2 separate regions of the Mus musculus genome follow, and region 1 is linked to region 2. Evidence: chromatin contacts called from public Hi-C data. All regions are on one chromosome and are shown on one strand. The core of a region is the stretch at or near the end of the contact, and the rest is flanking DNA. Distances in the headings are between cores, read along the strand shown. Region 1 holds the start of Dclk3 (doublecortin-like kinase 3). Region 2 overlaps Trank1 (tetratricopeptide repeat and ankyrin repeat containing 1).

What was found. A called contact is a pair of places that touch in the nucleus more often than the background predicts.
Region 1: a contact with region 2 is called in a Hi-C map of the N1E-115 cell line, with 2.2 times the contacts expected there. The contact joins the promoter of Dclk3 here to the enhancer-like site in region 2. A contact is called at or near these places in 7 of 39 promoter capture datasets (the 3T3-L1 cell line, the HPC-7 cell line, cranial neural crest and 4 more), 8 of 484 Hi-C or Micro-C datasets (the CH12 cell line, the HL-1 cell line, the N1E-115 cell line and 5 more), 2 of 115 datasets of contacts at active chromatin or transcription factors (embryonic stem cells and forebrain) and 1 of 9 other capture datasets (pancreatic islet).

Annotation. Positions count from the first base shown.
Region 1 is chr9:111,437,275-111,442,817 of GRCm38.p6, reverse strand. It overlaps Dclk3 (doublecortin-like kinase 3), which reads right to left and starts at 3,737. Exons shown (of 5, transcript NM_172928.5): 1 at 3,466-3,737. The coding sequence starts at 3,553.
Region 2 is chr9:111,363,684-111,369,337 of GRCm38.p6, reverse strand. It overlaps Trank1 (tetratricopeptide repeat and ankyrin repeat containing 1), which reads right to left. Exons shown (of 22, transcript NM_001164659.1): 10 at 5,217-5,393; 11 at 1,790-4,663. Among named protein-coding and RNA genes, the nearest start is that of Gm51693, 35 kb to the left of the region's middle. Within about 2 kb of position 1,452, at least 2 of the 459 cell types and tissues checked have an H3K27ac peak or open chromatin away from gene starts, as enhancers often do. A contact at or near this core is called in the N1E-115 cell line, where this site is marked.

The DNA.
Region 1 (5,543 bases), core at 2,488-4,987, 71 kb before region 2:
GTGCATGGAAACATCTCTTTCAAATTACTCCCCCACAGATACTTTTAGAAGGGCCTGCCACAAGATGGAACGAATTTAGATGTTAACAGGCAGCAACCTGAGAAGATGGGGAAACCTGGGCACAAACAGATAGAGCAAGCCTCTGGACCCCAATAGGGGAACTCCTACCAACCAAAGGCCTCCGAGGAAAGCGGCCCTCTCAGCTACAGAGACCTGCTGTGGAAAAGGCCCCTAAGGGGTTCCAAGACCAAGCTGGAGGACACTAGGTCACTCACCCTGGCGAGGCACCACTGCAGCCTGTGAGTAGGAGGTTCACAAGGCACCTTTCTTTTGCTGCATTTAGGAAGACACTAAGGCTCTTATAAACGAGAAAAGCAAACTATTTTTGCCTGAAACATTATGGGAAACATGAAAGGAAAAATTTCCCCTGAACTGGGCAATGGAAAGATTTTACACACACACACACAAACACACATACACATACATATACATGTACACACAGGCACACACACATGCATATACACACATAGATAGATGCATACCACACATACACACACAAGCACACACATAGACCCACACACAGGCACACATACATACACAGATGTATACACACAAACACAAACATGCATATGCATTCATACATACACACAGGCATATACACATAGACACACACACATGGACACATACATAGATACATACACATACAAACATGCATACACATTCACCCACATATACATGCACACACACACAGGCACATGCATGCACATACACACATACATGTATGCATACACACACATACAAACACAAGCATGCATATGCACACACAGAGATATAAGAGCTTGGGACAACAGAACAACTCTCCACTTTATTTTTGCTTCTCTGAGCACCAAGTCCAAGGGCTGTCCCACCCAGAACTCTGAGCACTGTGCCAAAGGCACACTGATGAGGCCATGGTGCTGAGGTTTGCCAGTCCTGGGTCTGGGCACCAAGACCATGAGCCAAGATGAGGCACTGTGAATTCACCTAAAGGCGACCTAGAAGAAGCAGGCTTTCCACTGCTGCTGCTACCAATGCTGCTGGTAAGGAACAGTGGGAGGAGGAAGCACACTAAGAGTGAGAAGGCTCTCAGACATGGTGGCACATATCTGTAATCCCAGCACTCGAGAAGTGGAGGCAGAAGGATCATGAGTTCAAGGCCAGCCTCCGGTACATATATAGTTCAAAGTCAGCCTAGTTCACATGAGAGCCTCCTCCCAAAAACAAACATGGAAAGAAATCAGGGAGGGAGGGAAGGAGGGAGGGGGGACATGTGCTGGTTAGTTATTTTGGTCAAGTTGACACAAACCAGGGTCATTTGGGAAAAGGGGCCTTCAATTGAGAAAATGCCTCCATAAGACTAATAGTAAGTCTGTGGGCATTTTCTTGATTAATGATTAACGTGGGAGGGCCCAGCTCATTGTGGGCAGTGCCACCTCTGGACAAGTCAGCCTGGGTTATATAAGACCAAGACATAGGGACAAACCACTAAGCAGCATTCCTCTGTGACCCCTGCTTCTGCTTGTCCACAGGTTCTTGCCCTGAGTTCCTGTCCTGATTCCCTGTCATAGCGGACTGTAACCTATAAGCTAAAATAGACCCTTTCCTTCCCAAGCTGCTTCTGGCCATGGTGTTTATGACAGCAAAGAAGAGCAAACTAGAATAGGAGGGAAATGATTCCATGTTCTGTGGTTTGTTTCCTTGGTTGGTTGGTTGGTTGGTTGGCTGGTTAGTTGGTTGGTTGGTTGGTTGGTTGGTTGGTTGGTTGGTTTTGCTGTTGTTTCTCAGAATCAGACCCCAAGGAGGAATCCCTATGACAGGGAGTGAGTGTATTCATTGTTGTTCACAGGAAAGAGTGGTTGAGAACTGCAGAAGCCAGCTAAGACCCAAAAGCAAGCCGAGTGAGGGAAGCAAGACCCTCAAAGATCCTTGGGAGTTAACCATGTAATGACAAAGAAACTTAATGATAAACAAAGAACATCACGCCTCACTCAGTGTCCTAGTGAGGAGCCTAGGAGGTGAGCTAACTAATGTTCTCCTCAAGACCCATTAGTTGTCAGTCAGGGGCTGCCCCAGAGAGATGTGCACTTACAGCCAGTCCTTGCTCTGAACATGTAACAGCTGAGCAGCGCAAAGGTCAGCCTCCAGTGGAGGTAGGGGGTGACTTACAGCTCAGAGCCAAGTACTCGGGGCTCTAATGTGCCACAATAGGACTGTGGAGAGAGAGCTGGTCAGTAAGTATAACTCAGAAATCACAGCTGCCTCCCTTTGCCCTTCCTCCCGTGGCATCGCGCTAACAATACTATCACAGAGAACTTGCTTTGCTGAAGTTGGGAGTAGACAAACCAGCACTCCACAGCCCTGTTTCCTCCCTGGGGCTCTGCTTTCTCCCCCCCCCCCCCAGGAATAACGTGTCCCTACCTAGAGCTCTGGGAACCTCGCTTCTCTGTGATCCTTAGCCCAACACTAGCCCCAGTAGATCACCCCTGTAAAAGCCAACAGACCCCCCTCTGCAGGCCCCAAAACAGTCTCCTTAATGCCAGCATATGTTATAAGAGCGGTTGAGAGTGGGACCTAGCTCCCACTGGACGGCTATCAACCATCAAGTAGAGGACAGAGAATGGTCTGGACTCAGAAGGAGTGAGGCAGAGAAATGACTCACTATATGGAGCAAGTAACAACCTAATTCCCTCCACAGCTTCTCAGCCCCACTCCCAGCAGGCACATACTCTGGGAAGGTGTCCCCAGACGCCTCTGCCCGGCCCGGGAGCTGCCTCATCCTTTCTCCACCACACCTCGCCCCCAGAGCCAGACGTGGAAAGGAGTGAAAACGTGGGGCTATATTTGAAATGAATTGATGGTTCTATTTCTCCCGCTCTGATCTAGCCTGCTAATTCCCAAACACTCTGCCTGTACTGTTTCTTTCTAACCCCCCTTTGTTCTTCTGTGACTCTCTGGCTAGAAACAGCGCTCTGGAAAGCAGGGTTCAGTAAACCTCTCCACAACTCTTGGATGACCTTTGACAAGGAGGTAGCTCTAGAGCTTCAAAACAGAGGTTCTTTCAGAAAAGGATGGAATGAGGGACGTCTCTGGGTGACTAGTGCCTCCCCCATGAAGATTAATCAACGACAGCTCCCTCTGTGGTGACTCTTCCTGCAGCCTCCTGCACCTGCCCAGTATGTTTTTCCAGGAATGGCGTTCTGATTGCCCAGAGGGGAACCGCTCAAGCTGGTGTCACCCCCTAGCAAGTTTCCCGTTGTGTAGAGGGGTTGCACAAGTACACACATGCACACAACAGACTCACGCAGAGCACACATGAACTCAAATCGCAAGCCTGCACACATGCCTGCACAGTGCATCCCCGTAGGGTCTGCCTCTGCTGCCCCATCGCTCAGAGTGGGGTTCCCGACAGTCACCGAGGGCACTTACCCGGAATGGGAGGCGCAGGGCGACTGGGTGCCGGCGGGGCGGGGGTCGCTGGCGGCGGCGGCGGGCGCAGGACCGGCGCGGCTGGCATGGTTGGCGGCCTGGCTGCAGGTGGCAGCTCTTGGACGTGGCCCGACGGCGGCCAAGCGGGCGCAGGAAGGCGCCGGGACTACTCGCTGCACAGAGCGATCCAGGTCTCCTCTTCCTTTAGGTTGCTGCTGGCGGCAGCCACGGCGCAAGGACAGTCTCCTCAGCGCGAGCTTGACAACCGCGCTGCCGCCGCCGCCCCGCCCCGCCCCTCCCCGCCTCGCCCCGCCTCGCCCTAGGCCACCCGGGGGCGGTGGAGTTGGCAGTGAACTTGAGCAAGCAGGGCGCTCCAGGAGAGCTAGCTGGACAGCCAGTACCCCACAGGATCTCTTCTCTCTCTCTCTCTCTCTCTCTCTCTCTCTCTCTCTCTCTCTCTCTCTCATATCTCTCTCTCTCATATCTCTCTCTCTCATATATCTCCTTCCTACCTCCTTTCTCTCTCCTTCCTTCCCTCCTTCCTTCCCTATTCCCTCTGCCAAGGCTGTTCCAGCTAAGGGACTAGGGGACTGGTTTTGACTTGAGGCTCTACAGTGCTCTCAGTGGGTGACTCCCAAGTCAAGGAGGTCTGGAACCCCAGCAACCCTGCCTCTCCCTGCAGCACAGAGGCCAAACTGTAGGTACGCCACCAAAACGTTCTTTTTGCACCCAGAATCAAAGTTAGGACACAGTGGTTCCAACCCAGGAGGGGAAGAGAGTCAAATAGACGGAGCTTTAGGGATCAGATGCTGAGTCTCCTGCCTTGTGTGGCAGAAGTCAAGCAACACCTGATGGTGGATAACCATCGTTTCCCTGTAGTTTGGCTTAACACACTCGGCAGTAGGGGTCTTGAGCTCTCAGCTCAAGACAACACACCACAGTGCATTTATCCCACACGTTGCTGCATGCTGTGGGGAAAACTAACTGTTCACATATTCACAACCCCCCCACCTTATTAACAGAACACCAATTTTAGCTGAAGACATTGCAACCCTCAATAAAGACTGCATTTCCCAGCTGCCCTGGTGCCAAAACTAACCAATAAGAAAAGGTCTTGGCCAGTGAAATATAACTGGGAAGCTTTGTGTGAGACTCTCAAAATGGTTTTGAGGCTCATAGATGCTTTCCGTGGTCCCGTTCCACCTCCTGCCTCACCTGGCATTCAAATATGGTATCTATAGTATGTTAGATTACAGGAGTAATTTCTCGTTCCATCTTTTAATAGACTTAGACCACCTACCTGTATTAGATAGTCTCATTACTGTGACAAAACACATAAGCTAACCAGTAGCCAATTTTTTAAATTATTTTTTATTATTTTAAATTATGTGCACAAGTATGTGTTGGGAGGTGCACATTGGTGTAGGTGCCCACAGATTTTTGCAGAGGATGTCCAAGCCCCTGGAGCCTGAGTTATAACAACCAACTTGTGAGCCATCTCTTGTGGGTCTGAGAACCAAATTCAAGTCCTCTCCAACACAAGGGAGTACTCTTAAGCACTAAGCCATCTCCCTAGCTCCCTGAGTTCATGCTTTAAATGGAAGAAATATTTGTTTGGATCATAGTCTCAGAGGTTTCAATTCATGCTTGCTTGGCCCTGGTGGTGGTGCAGCATGTCATGACAAGAACACAAGAAGGAAGAGATTTATTTATTAGATCTTGACGGCCAAGAAGCAAAGACAAGAAAGTGCTGGGGCCCCGGTATCACTTCAAGGGTGTGATGCCAGTGACCTAACTTCCTCCCACTAATTGGCATACCCAAATGGCCTGCCACCACAGGCTAGAGAGTAGGCCTTCAACCCCTAGGCTTCTGGGGAAGATCCAAGATCCAAATCACAACCACACCCTTTGTCCCTTCAAACCACAGTATTTCTCTGCATCATGTCTGTCATTGTGGCCATCTTTCTTAAATGACCAATGGGGTGCTATTGGATGTGTATCCTCCTGGACTCACTCCCTAGGATCTGCTCCTCCTGGCCAAGGAGAACATGGAGAAACATGAATCAGGCCTCAGCATC
Region 2 (5,654 bases), core at 203-2,702:
CTACTACGGAAGGGGGAAGTGGAGCCCAACACTATTGCTGGAGTGCAGAGAGAGGGGAGTTAGCCTTTCTCAGGGATAAACCCACTATTTGGTTATCTAAAACCTACTGATCAGTCCTGAAAACATACACACACAAACAATATTTGGAACAGCTATCTCAACCGGAAATGGCAAAAATCCTGAAGCCAGCACAGCTGTCTGACACAGTTGCAGCAGCGCTGAGCCAAATGCTGTGATCTCTGTCATTCTGTCTCTCGCTTTTAGGTTTTAGTCTCTGTGTGTTCCACTCTTGTTCCATTCTTAGGGACTTTCTGCATTATGGTTCATTTTATGTCTTTTCCCAAGAAAATTACATCGGAGTCTACTTAGGAAAGCCCTAAGCTTCCTATTCCTTCTCCCTTTAGGGAAATAACTTTATCTGGCAAAAACACTAGGAATTTCTTTATGAGGACACGACATCAGTAATCTTGGGATATCCATCCCTGATCAAACTCAAACAGTATAATTGAAACAGAGTAAACTTAGAAATAGTTGACAAACTCCAACTGGTCAGGAGAATTGGTAATACATCAAAGGCCTCTTTTTAGAATATGCTTAGGGCTTTCTAAAAATGTAGTTTAAAGATAGGCACTCACACAGAGTTTGCCCCTGGAGGACTAGAACTCAGTAAATAAGACATATTGACTAAAATAACTTTTCCTACTTAATAGAGTGGATGATAAAAGGATATAAGAAAAAGGAATTAGGTATCAGTTTTTGCTATCCATAAAAAGACCAAATATTTTCTATTTGTCTGGAATACTTTCAAGCTGCAAATACTGTCAGCCTAAAAGCAGGCTGTCATATAATAAATATGTTTGCTTTGTTCATAAACCCAAACATGTAATGAATAATCAAGCACATGTCCAGAGACAAAGTGATATAATCTGTACTTTTTGAAGAATCATGAGTCTATCTTTGTTCTGTAAAAATCTCCATAAATAAAGAAGCAGCCTGATTGCTAGTCAGTCAGAGCTGCAAGACTCCCTTGATCACCATGCCTGACTCCTCCCTCACCAGGAACCTGTCAACTGCTGGGGCTACCCCATGACAAACACTAAACAGATTGAGTAGAGTGTGTGTGTGTGTGTGTGTGTGTGTGTGTGTGTGTGTGTATAACAATAATCATTAAAGAAAAAGAGGCCATGAATTTGAGAGAAGGGGCAGATGGGAGACTTGGGGAGCATAATCAAGGCTAAGTGATATACTTATATTTAAATTTACTTAAATTTCAAATTAAAAAGAAAAAGAAAAAGAAAAAAATTGACTTCCCAGGCCTACACTAGAGCTGTAACATTTTTAGAGTTAAAGGTCCTACCACTTAATGCCAGCAGGACTTCTGTGCACGTCCACAGTGCCACCTGCTGTGGCTCCTGCCTGCCTGCCTGCTGTCACTCCCTACTACTGTAAACATGCTTCTTGTCATCAACAATTTCTATCACATTAGAGCAAATGATCTCTGGCCAGATGACTGGTGCTACTACAAAGGAGTGTTAGTGAGCAAGGGCTTACATCGCACTTTAAATGCTCTCCTGAAATGTCCATTACATCATGAATACACAGTCATTTAAGATTCATTTCTATCACTACATCTTCAGTGATCTATTTACAGATGAGTGCTGGCAAAAATCCTAAGTTCTCTTGCTCGGGAGCATTATCAACTAACAAATTTCAAACCACTAGCTCTTTCTTCTGATACAGACTTAGCTCAAGACCAATGCTCCAGCCCCTCCCCTAAGGCCCGAGGTACCTGAGTGAGATCTGTAATTCTGGTACAGCTGATGGATCCTCTTGGGCTTTCGAACAGCACATTGCTTGTCTACTGTGCTTCTGCTGGCATAGTGGAACAGAGAGAGCAGGTCACTGAAACGGAAAGCCACGCCTTTCATTATGCTTTGGGCAGTGTCTCCAGTAAGGAACATGGCGTTGGGGTCATTGATGCATTTCATCAGCAGTGCCAGCTCTGCTTGGGTGAAGTCCTGAATCTCATCACCATAAAGCTCATGGATGGACCAGGGGAGCACCCTGAGCTTCGACAGCCTCCAGGACAGGTTGTACAGGACGTCCTCTTCATCAAAATACCCTTTCTGGGACCTGATCTGTTGATACAGGCAGAAGAGGCTGTAGATCTCACTCCGATCTTCCTTAAAATTGGGGGATCGTTTCCTCCCTAATTTCTTATAGGCTTCTTCAGTCAGTCTCCCATGGGGACAACTAAGAGCCTCAAAAGAACCCTTCAGGAATGATTTTATCTCTTTCCAAATCAGTGCTGGGTTGTAGGAACTTCTCCCTTTGATCATTTTGGGCCATATCTCATTGGTGAACACCTCAAATGTCACATACACCCGGGGATCACTGTCCCCTGTTTGTGTTTCTGTAGCTTTCTCCTCCTCATTGTAGTTCCCATCTGCCTCAACCTCTTCATCATCCTCTTCCCAGCTGGGGATGCTAAACTCTTCCTGTGTGGACCATCCTACAATGGTTCTTTTTAAGCTTCCATCTTCGTTTCTCAGAAAAAAAGGTTTTGGCAGAGAGGCATCGAGCAGGAGGAGAAGCTGTTTAGAAGTCACAAACAGAGGGAAGTTTTCATCCCTCAGGTCCTGGAGTTTGTGGACATTGGGATCCAGTGGTTTATAGTGACTGGTGGCCTTGGTGGACTTGGAGAGCTCAATAAAATTTCTTTGCACCTCCTGGCACAGGACATGGTTCTTCGTCACAAAGATCTGATGTAGATGCTCCAGCTGGTGTGGGTGGTCCGGCACACATCCCTCTGCTCCTTGGCTGTCCCCTGCTGGCTCCACTGTGGCTCCTCCTGCACAGGCTTCACTCTCTTGCTCCTCATCTATACCATCCACCGTTTCCACTTTGATGGAACCCTCCTCTTCCTCATGTTCTTCTTCCTCTCGACCTGGACCCTCTTTTCCTGGTTCTACTTCCAACCTTCTCTTTGGCAAGATCTGTTTGGACAGCAATGGGCTTCCTGCCTGCTCAGCCTTCTCCCAGTAAACATGGAATTTCTTCCAAAGCCTGTACAAGCAACAGGTTGTTTTTCCAGTGCCGCTCCGTCCAATGAGGATGATGGGCTCTAGGGGCTTAGGGTTGAGGTCAATCACGGCGTACTCAAGCTCGCCCACTCGGAATGGATACTCCACCGTTGCTGTCATATCATTGAGAATGTTTAAGGCCATGTTGGTACTGAAGCTGTGGAACTTCATGATGCTGTACTCTGTCTCCACAGCACTGGCTGGAGGAAAGTACTCAGGATCTACCTGCTCTAAGCTCTTCTCGGCCTCTGTGTCTTCCACATAGCAGCGGGGTATCCGCTTTTGGATTTTCATGTTAGCTGATACCTGTCCTTTGTTGATACCCTTCAGCTTCTTTCGAAGGACACAGGACAGGCCCCGGGTGTAGGCACTACAGATAGCCATGATGGAATCTGACAGCTTGCAGTGATCTAAGACAATGTCCCAGATGCGGATGATTTCTGTATAGACCCGCCCTGATTTTTCCAGGGAGTAGGTGTTCCGCTCCGTACCTATAATTTTCTCAGAGTTCTCACTGCACCGAGCAGAGAAGTCGATGGCAAGCTCCCACAGCATCCTGGCACCTTTGTCCAGCTTTGCTTCAAAGAGCTGGATATTCCCTTTTGAGTGTTTCAGCCTCTTCTGCAGGCCCTGGGTCCACTCACCATTTCCCAACTGCTGGATGGCAAGGATTATTTTCTTCTTTATAACTTTGGTCATAACCTTACTGGACAGCTTCTTCAGCATTTCTGAAGTACACTCAATCTCCCAGGTCATGTTATCAAAGTCTTGCAGACAGGCTTGAATCTCCTGCATGGTCCAGTTCTCCTGATTATCACTGGCTACTCCCAATCTGTTACCAACTGGAACAAGTTGTGAAGCCCCTGGACCTGCCTGAGCGCCATCCCCAGCCTCGGAGGCAACAGGGTTGTTTCCGCTGCAGCCAGAGCTCCCCATCCTCTGAGTTCTCTGGAGTTTGTCTTTCTTTCCTTCTGTGCCAGCTGCTACCTTGGGAGAGTCTCGCTGAGGAGAGTCCTCGGGGAGAGGCATACCCAGCTCCACCTGCTGGATCAGAACTGTGATGTCCTGTACAAGGCGGTCCCTCAAAGAACGTGTCCTGACGGCTTCAGGTTCCTGCCTGCTCACCTGGACATCAGGGAGACTCTCTGTGAGCCCCTTAGAAAGGGTTGTGTCAGCAGTACCACATGGCAAAGACTTGAAGGACGTCTGGGACTTGAGCTGAGATGTATGGCCAGGGGCAGAAGATCTGGAGAGCCTCCCCAGGTGGGCAGCTGGGTCTTGGCGGTTCTTCCGCCTGCTCTCTGTCAGCGCTTTGTTCCAAGCCAAAAGCAGAGCATCGTTCTTCTTAATCCGGTGTCTAACACCTTTGCCTGCTTTGTTCTTCAGGTTGAAGTTGATGTCAAACTTCACCAGCAGATCTATGAGCTTCTTCGTGCGCTTCAGCATGCCCTTCTGGAAAAGGAGATGCATCAATGTGTTCCCATTGCTGTCTTGGACGTTAGGATTAAGGTAGTAAAATTCGGTAGGGTTGGACAAGAATAAGTCCAACAGGTGGCTCAGGAAGTTAAAGCCAATGTCAGCTGAAAGACATAAACAGAATCCTGTGAGTACAAAGCCATCCTTCTCAGGGGACAGGACTCATACAACAATCTGAGGCATCATACAACACTGACCTTCTTTCTCCAAAGACGTGATGATGCACATTAAATGACGATGTTCTCAACCAAGGTAATCTGCCCCATGGGAAATATGCCCATGTGGAGGCAGTTTAGTTGTGACAATCAGGAGGGTATATTGGCAACCAATAAGCAGAGGCCATGCACAAGATAGCCCTGTCCACAAATAATTGCTAGCCCAGCAATCGATGGAACCTCCTAAAAGTACCTGATGATATTATAGCAAGATCCTCTAAGTCAGGGTTCAAACTGCTAAAAATCCATGGAAAGTATTGGTAAGCTACTTAACTCCCTCCCCATCCCCCACTGTAATCTGATCACTCACAGATATACAATGTCACTAGATCTGCTCAGGAAACGGTCGTTTTCAGATTTTTTCCCAGATAAGAGAACAAGTAATCAGTTCTGATATCCAGCTTCCTCCTGCAGAAACAGACTGCTTAAAAAAGAGGCTTACCGTTAATGTCCAGAAAGATGTGTAGTGCTGCATGCAAAGGAGTGTCACCTTCCACGAGAGAAACACTGCGGGGGTCTGCACCCTTGGTCAAGAGAAGAAAAGCTAAGTCAAAGTCCTCGTGTCTCAGGCACATGAGCAGCGGCCTGTCCTGGCTGTCTTGGAGACCCTCAGGCAGTGCTGGAAGGGAGTAGAATGGGAGAAAGAGGCAGAAAAGAGAGCATCAGGACCCCGGAAGGAGGCAGACTTGCTACCAATGAAAAAGAGCAAGGTGCCCATCTGACTTCCAAGATGTTCCCCACCTTTCTGAGCAGTACGGCTCCCCAGGCCCTCAGGGAACCCCTGCTTCTCAAGGATGATGTTCTCTAGGCAGGCTCCTCCCGCTGCTCCTGTCCTTCCTCTAGTCCTACCACAGGACCACACTTCCTACCGTGGAGTGAG